2 separate regions of the Anas platyrhynchos genome follow, and region 2 is linked to region 1. A link is a contact called in public Hi-C data. All regions are on one chromosome and are shown on one strand. Each heading gives the region's core, a stretch centred on a gene start, on an enhancer-like site or on the middle of the called end of the contact. The rest is flanking DNA. Distances are from core to core; before and after follow the strand shown. Region 1 holds the start of LOC101789398 (ankyrin repeat domain-containing protein 40). Region 2 overlaps SPAG9 (sperm associated antigen 9).

Region 1 (3,935 bases), core at 1,041-3,540:
GCAGGAAAACCATCGTCGCTGTTACATGATGTAGGTGTGAATATGCCTTCAACCTGAGTTGCTGATGAACAAGGACTAGTTTCACTCTGGGAAGCGGAAGAGATGGAAGCACTTTCATTCTGGGATTCTGCCAAGCTGTCTGGAATGCTTGCTTCAGTATAGACATAAGGGAATGGTGGGTTGGCCAAATAGTTTGCAACAACTGGCAAATTTAAATCTTTCGCTCCTTGACATTCATTGTCTTCCTCTATTAATGAAATTCAAAAACGTGGGGGTAGGGGATGAGAGAGAAAAAAGCCACCAAGTTATTGGATGCATCTTTCTCATTTTGAAGTCAGTTTTCCTGTTGTTTCTTAAAACTACATCACATTCTGAGGTAAACACAAGGATAATACTGATTTCTCATAAGCATGTAACACCTGGAAGGCAAATAGCTTCAAAATAAAATTAAAAAAAAAAAACAAACATATTTTTACAAATAACCATTGGAAATTATGTCATATCTAGCAGTGTTATTCTAGCATTTTTGAAGGAAAGGGCCCATAGTTCTTTGATAAATCTAATTTTGCAATGCTTTTAATAACACTACTGCAAATGGTTTATTATGACCCATGCCAGCATCTTAAACCAAATATTTCTTCAGCTAAGTGAATGTGATACCATATCCAAGCCTTCTTTTCTCTTGCTTCAGATTTCTACAGTAAGTTAAATTCTTACATGAGTGATGATTACAGGACAGATACTAATGTCAAAGCAGCTCAGAAAGCTCCACTCACAGACCAAAAAGCAATTAGAAGTTACGTGATACATGTTTATTCCCTGGGAGCTATCAAATTAGATACTGTAGTCCTACCCAAAGTTTTGCCAGTCTACTGATCTGGGTGAAAGAAGACCACAAATTCTAGAGTGCTTTTAAGACAGGAACAGTACCTCCCAAAATCTTGCGGATGTCTGGTTTCGAAGTTAACTGTGCAGCCAGCTCCCCGGTGGCCGTGAGGATCTGCTTGTCCGCGCCAGCAGCCAGCAGGCAAGCCACCACCTGGGCATGGTTCCGCTTGCAGGCCCAGTGCAGGCACGTCCTGGGGGAAGGAAACAGAGGGGTTGTGCTCTGATCTATCCTGAATCCTCCTGGCTGCCAGTCAACGATTCACCTGGGTTGCATGCAGGACACCTGGGAATAAAGTTTCCTTCATTGCATCACATTTTATCTTTGAAGTTAACAGTTGTGTTCCAAGTTCTCGGGGCAAGGCTGAGGGTGAGCTGTGCTGGTGAAGCCCAAGGAGAGGTCCCAGCACAAACAGGTGGCGGCTGCAGGTGGAAGGAGGACAGGCTCCCTTCATTATGATCCTCTTTAGCCGTAAACCCCAAAGCCTTCTGAGGTTAGCATTTTTCAGTAAACCGCAAAACCACTGCGTCCTCGAAGCAGCAATGGCTGGGGTGAAGCGACATCAACGCAGGGTGCCCAGACTGACGTTGGAAACCCCAGAGCCGACATCATCCAAAACCCCTGCCCGAGGCACGGGCAGCAGCGGCCTCCCCACCGCGGGCCGAGGGCTACCGAGGAGCCGCGGCCGCCTCCACCCCCGGCCCGGGGAGCCGGGTCCCCCCCGCAGCCCCTCGCTCCCCGCCGCCCCTCACCAGCCGTCGACTTCATTCTGGGAGTTGGGGTCCACGCCGAGCCCCAGCAGCCTCCGCACCTCCTCGGCGTCCCCCAGCGCCGCCGCCTCCCGCAGCCGCTCCTGCAGCTCCCTCTCCTCCGAGGCGCTGCTCAGCGCCGCCATCCCGGGGCTGCGGGGCCGCTACCCGGAGCCCCGGCCCCGGGCCGCCGCCGCGGGCTCCCTCACGGCCGCCGCCATCTTGTGCCCAGGGGCAGCGGGCGGTGGCGGCGGCCCGGGGCCGGGCTCCCCTCGCCTTTCCTCACGGTTTTCTCCCGACTTGTTCGCCTCGGAAGGGAACGGAGGAACGGAGCGGCCCCTGTAGGGTGGAAACACCCCGCTGCCTGCGCCGGTTCTCCGGCCTTGCGCCTGCCCTCCAGCCATGGGGCTGGGGCTTGGGCTCAGCAGCCCCCGGTGGAGAGCGCAGCCCCGCAGCTCCCGTGGGCACCCCCTGATAATTCCCAGCCCGTGTGCCTCTGGGTACAATTAAAGCACTAATTAAATCACTGCAGCGTGGGCTGGGGCGTTCGTCAATTCCAGGGTTTCTATTTTGGCATCAGTGCCTGTCACCAATGAGAAATTTGCGCTAAGGTGATTTTTTAATTATTTTTCATTGCTTCTCTTTTTCAGCACTTATTTGTCACATTATTTTGAACCCACCACTTCATTTAGGACCTGTGTTGCAGACACGTTGGACAGCCGTGTTCCTGCTATGATAGAGGCAATAACACGCAGAGCAGGCCTGCAGCATTTACCACCCAAACCGCTCCCAAGCGGTTACCACCATAAATGAAGCTTCAAAACACAGAAGTAGAGGAGCGAACTTCACTGCAATCAGTCGGGAGAGGCTGAGGCCCACTGAATGTAGACTTTTCTACTTCTTGTGGTGGTTTTACCATGTTTTAACATCCCAGCCAGACCCAGTACACTTCTAAACATGAACACCATTTTGGGCATCCCTCCTCAGCCGAGGCTGTGGGGTACGCGGGTGCTCAGCGTCCCTGTGCAGCCCCAGTGTTCAGCAGCAAAGGCGACGTTTTTAAATAGCACGACAAAGGTCACACCGTGACTCAGAGGCATTTGTTTTAAACCAGATCACATGCCTTTGATCTCATGCAACGGACTGCAACAGGCTTAGCAAAAATTGTGCTTGGCTTGTACAGAAAGACACAACCAACTGTATGAACAACAGCTTGGCTTAGAGAATGGTTTGCAAACAAGACTTCTCCTCTTCTGTTAATGTTTAGTGACAACTGCAAATACGGACCTCAGGGACCTGGAGTCCAGCCTTCACCTGGACACTTGTCACCTAGATTTTTTATTATTATTATTATTATTATTATTATTATTATTATTATTATTATTATTATTATTATTATTATTATTATTATTATTATTAAACTTTCTTTTTCAATAAAAGCTGTCTTAAATGATCCCACTTCTCAGCCCAGGTCAGCACCCATGACCACATTTGCCTGTCTTTAGCAATCATGGCATGCAGCTGTGAAACTCAAACACAGCACACACAAATGTGAACAAGTGACCATATCTTATAGGAAGCAAGAATACTCTACCACACCACGACAGCTTTAAGCAATCCCAACTTATTAAACCTGGAAAAAATACAATAGGATAAAGGGGCAAAATAGCCTCTTCCAAGGCCTCTTCCAAAGTGGTACATGACCTCAGACCAACGGGGGAAATCTATTCAAGCAAAGAGAGCAAGATGAGGCCTAGAAAAATTAACCCCTATCGTAGACCACGGGTAAAACTGCTCTGTGCCACTAGGTGTCAGAGTGGAACAGCAAGAAGGGCCCGAAGTGTAGATCTGCACTTCTCTCTGTGGTTGTAAAACGCCTTTAAATTTTCCCCAGCACATCCATAGTGTCTCCATACAGCTTTGATCCTGCAGATTTCAAAACTCTGCACAGTGCAAAGGGGCGTTATGCAATGTTGTAACAAGGGAAGGGAAGCCCCGCTCAATGAGCGGATTTGTTTAGGGTTATGGGGCTTTTCTTTTTGCTTGAGCTCCTCTCCCAAGGCCGCCACCAGGGCTTTTAAGGACTCGAAGGCGATGCACGGGGACAGGCTCTCTCACGCTCTCCGGGGATGAGTATCCTACTCTCCAGTGTTTGTGCCAAGCCCTGTTAAATGCAGCTCGGGTTCACCACTGCTTAGTTACACAATGTACTTCTCCCTGGAGTCATAAGATTTCCTCTCGCAAGAAAGACTGTGTGGAGAGGATTAGCAGCGAGCATGCTTGACTCTAGCCGCCATTGC
Region 2 (4,053 bases), core at 623-3,122, 100 kb after region 1:
CGACAGGTCGTTTTGGCAGCACGTCGGTACCCAAACGGCAGCAAAGCTGTTTCCCTGCCCCTCTTTGCAAGCCTTAAATCTTTACTTTCTCAATAAGCAGTAGCACCAGTGGGGAGCATGGGGTGCAGGTTCACTGGCCAGGCACTGCCAGGGATGTTCCCGGTGCCACCTCCCCCCATTTAGACTTTCTCTTCCCACATACAGAAAACCACAGCCCTACAGGAGGTCCAGGACAGGCACCTCAGGCCTGGTGCTCAGCACGGGCAGCTGCCCTGAGGCCAGAGGCCGGGCTGCAGCATCTTCCCTCCCCAGGAGGAACGCAGCACGGCCACAGCCCAAAACCCAGGAGAGCACTTTTGGTAGGGAGCACCCACACAGTGCTTATTTGCAAGCTGAGTCAACCCGGCTGTAATGGTTTTGTGGATGCCACCCAACTCACCTCTCTCTTATCCCGGGGATTTTCATTATCTTTTGGGCAATTTTGACAAGAATTCAATTTTCCCTGCCCACACACGCATCCTGCTGTTCTCTCATTGAGCACATCAATTAGCAGCCAAAAATCTCCTCAGCGCCGTGTTTCTCTGGCATTCAGCTGTAAACACCCTTCCCCACATGATTACCCACCCAAAGTGGTGCCAGCCTTCCCTGGGCATGGCCCTGAGGCCTACAGCCCAGTGAACCCAGGGTCTCCAGGATTCAAGGCAGCCCATGAAGAGGCAGAGCCAAATCCTCCCTGGTTCTAGGCTTTGAGGAGGCTGGCTGGGCCTTCTCACTTGACCCCAGTTCTTGTCATCCCTCAAGGTCTCTCTGCCATCCCAGGGAGATAAACCATGACCTGAAGCAAGCAGTGGCAGCACCACATGAAGCCCCCACCTCCACACAGCCCCCCAGCCCCCAGGGTACCACAATGATTAGAAGTTGGTGCTCTCAAAAACCCACACAGGGCCACCGCACCAGCACCCAAAGAGAGCCACAGTTCACACACACCACACTCATCCCCATGTACCCTCTGCTCCCAGCTGGGTGAAGAGGCTGCTGGCCACCACAGCACTGGTCCAGACACAGGCAGGCAGTGGTGGCAGCCCCGTCCCCACCAACACGAAGGGAGAGAGGGAGGTTAAAACCCCATCCCCAGCTCTGGTGGCCCCAGAGGGAGGTTTAAACCCCAGCTCTGGTGGCCCTGTGGCCACTCAGACACAGCACTCCCAGTGCCGGCCCCTCTGCACCAAGGTGGAAGTGAAAAGCAGATGTGGAATCCAGGACGGTTTCCAACTTTTTTTTTTTTCCTCCTCCTTATTTAAGCCCCAGCCCTGAGCCATTAACAAAGCAGAAGCCGCCGGGCACAAACATCTCGTGCAGAGAGGGCAGCAGCAGGGGAAGGCAGCAGTCCTTCCCTTGGCCACAGAAGCCACCTGCAAGCCCAAAAGCCTTGGGGCTGTGGGGTGGAGGAGGGCTGTGGTGCTTCTGTTCTTGAAGAGAGGCAAGAGGAGCACCTCCTAATTAAGCCGGGCTCATGCTCCCATAATCTTTAAAATAGGAGAAGCGTTTTTATTCCATGCCCCAGCTGCAAGGGGCTGAAGAGGTCCCAGCACAGGGGCTCCACACCACAGATCGGCCGCACCCAAGGCAGAGAAATCCCCACAACACAACTTAACCACAACCAAGGGGAAGGCAAGGGCAAGCAATTTTCTGAACCCTTTGATGATCAAACACCCCAATTCTCCTTTTCTTTGTTCGACCGCTGACACAAGATCTCCACCTTCTTAGAGGAAACCCAAAACTTGCATGTTGGCAGGCAGAAGAGCCGTACCCCAGCACAATGACTTCTCCTCCAGGTCTGCAAGGAGCCTTTGAATTCTTAGAGCACCACCTTGTGTTTAAACACAACACAGGCAGTCCTGAGGGTTCTCATCCCACCTACAGGCACAAGCAGCTAACAGTCCACATCACACCACTCTCTACAAAAGTGTTTTGAAAAGCAAGGAAGCGATTCTTTTCAGAATTAGGTTTGTCACTTCAATGTCTTTTAAAGAAGTTAATTGTAACCAGGCAAGATTGCTACAAGTCCTGAATCTGGAGCACAGTCCAAGGCCAAAAAGCCCCCTTCATTCTTCTGCAGAAGACTTGAAGGGGCACTCCTGCCTCAGAGATGATCATAAAGTTAAGTAACGTTCACAGACTGTATTGCTCAAACAGCTTTCAAACACATTACAGGATGGTGAAAGGGAAGTGATGGCAAAAAGAATGCCTCATTTTGGTTTAACATCCCATTGCAGAAAAAAAAGGAAATTCACTCTTTCAGTAAGCCTGAGGTTTAATTTCCAGCAAAGAACTTTCCAATAAATAAAAAACACATTCAGGCAAACATTTTCACTTCTTTTGATTATTAACATTTTACATACTGTGATTTGAAGTTGGCTGCTTCTTCTTATAGGAGAAAGACCACTGAGATTTTTAAAAATCTGCTACAGAAGCTGTGTTTTTCCTGTTACCATCATGTTCATTGGTGAATAGCTGGGGCATTTATCACAGCTTAAAACTTCAGTTTCCACATATCATTTGATAGAATTGTAAACTATGGTGCTATAGGCACTTTTTAAATGAAAAATCTGAAGAATCAAACTACTTATCCACATGCACAGCAGGGCTAGGAGAAGAAAGCTTAAACATTTCCCCAGTAAAGATTTTTCTTGATGCTTCTTCATATTTAATACACACACTCTTATGAGCACAGTGCACTGACATGCATGTGAACAGACACATCCTGAGAGTAAACACTGAGGGAAATGTCAGTACATCTGTTCTGGAAAGGCAACAAGGCAAAGATCTTGCAAGAAAATTCCAGTAAACGATCAAAAAGAATCTGTGTATGTTAATACAAGGTCTTTGCATCCTAGAGGTAATCAAAAGCAACTTTACATAGGCTCTTCAATATGGTTTGAGAGAAGCAAGAGTACATCAGCACACACAGGCAGGGGGAACAGGCAAGGCAGCAACATGCCACCAGCACACAAGGGGAAAAAATGTTGTTGCACAAGGAGGGCGCCACCAGAACCACATTATAACAAAGGTTAACCAAATATTTTCAGTGGCATGGCCAGTTCTTACAGACTCAAGATAAAGTGCTGGGACAAATGGGGGTAGAACGTGGCAGATAACCCAGGAAACAACTGAAAACCTGGTTCTAGCCAAGAGCTTTGCTTCTGCAGGAGAAATCGGTCACCCAGCCCTCATTCTTCTGCCTTGTAAATATATCATTTCCTGTGCTGTGCAGTAACTAACCAACGTGCTTTCGGGCTTAAATGAATTAAGCCAGTTCTTTTGTAAGGTGCTAAGAAATTTGGAAAATAAATTCCAGTGTCAGGGGCTACCTCACCTGAGCTGCAGTTCAGTGGTTATCCATCCTCTAGTCTTAATCTATGAATCAGCAGGTTTGTAGGCTATACAAGAGATGAAGACAGCATTTAGGATCCAGTCAGTGTATGCAGTTTTTCTTCAGAGCTTTTTGCTTAGGTCCAGTATGAGATACCAAGATTAGAGCAGTTGTGGGACGACTCAAATAGATTACCCGTATTTATGACAGCAATATTTAGCTGCTAGTATGATGCCTTCTGGTAGCATCAGAAGCTTTTGAACTTAACACAAGACCACAAAGAAAACACCAATCAGATGCATGTTTCATATACATATTTATATATATTTCATGTACAAAGTTACATTCTGAACCCCATGGATTCAATAATAGAAATAAATACTGAAATAACTACACTGCTATATGAGCTTTTCTGCTCACAGAAGCCTCAAGTTTTAACAGACAGCAAGTTTAACGCTGTAGTATCCATCTTGGATTACAGAGGCAAGTAAAATTCAGCGTAAAGTGTCCAACAGACAAAACTTTCAAAAATTACAGACCATAAAATGTTTAAAATATGTTTAAAAGATTGAGAAATGTGCATCAACAAAATTAATAAAGGAAACTTAATCTTGTTAGAGGGCGGGAGAGACATTTAGTGTATAGAAAAATGCTTTGAGGTGCAACATAGGTTGTTACAA

The links. A called contact is a pair of places that touch in the nucleus more often than the background predicts.
Region 2: a Hi-C map of subcutaneous adipose tissue shows a contact between it and region 1, with 2.1 times the contacts expected there. The contact joins the enhancer-like site here to the promoter of LOC101789398 in region 1. A contact is called at or near these places in 2 of 8 Hi-C or Micro-C datasets (skeletal muscle and subcutaneous adipose tissue).

The regions. Positions count from the first base shown.
Region 1 is chr19:4,205,548-4,209,482 of IASCAAS_PekinDuck_T2T, forward strand. It overlaps LOC101789398 (ankyrin repeat domain-containing protein 40), which reads right to left and starts at 2,291. Exons shown (of 5, transcript XM_027471717.3): 1 at 1,639-2,291; 2 at 931-1,079; 3 at 1-247. The coding sequence starts at 1,781.
Region 2 is chr19:4,308,854-4,312,906 of IASCAAS_PekinDuck_T2T, forward strand. SPAG9 (sperm associated antigen 9) reads right to left here. Exons shown (of 30, transcript XM_027471262.3): 30 at 3,673-4,053. Among named protein-coding and RNA genes, the nearest start is that of TOB1, 58 kb to the left of the region's middle. Within about 2 kb of position 1,873, at least 6 of the 8 cell types and tissues checked have an H3K27ac peak or open chromatin away from gene starts, as enhancers often do. A contact at or near this core is called in subcutaneous adipose tissue, where this site is marked.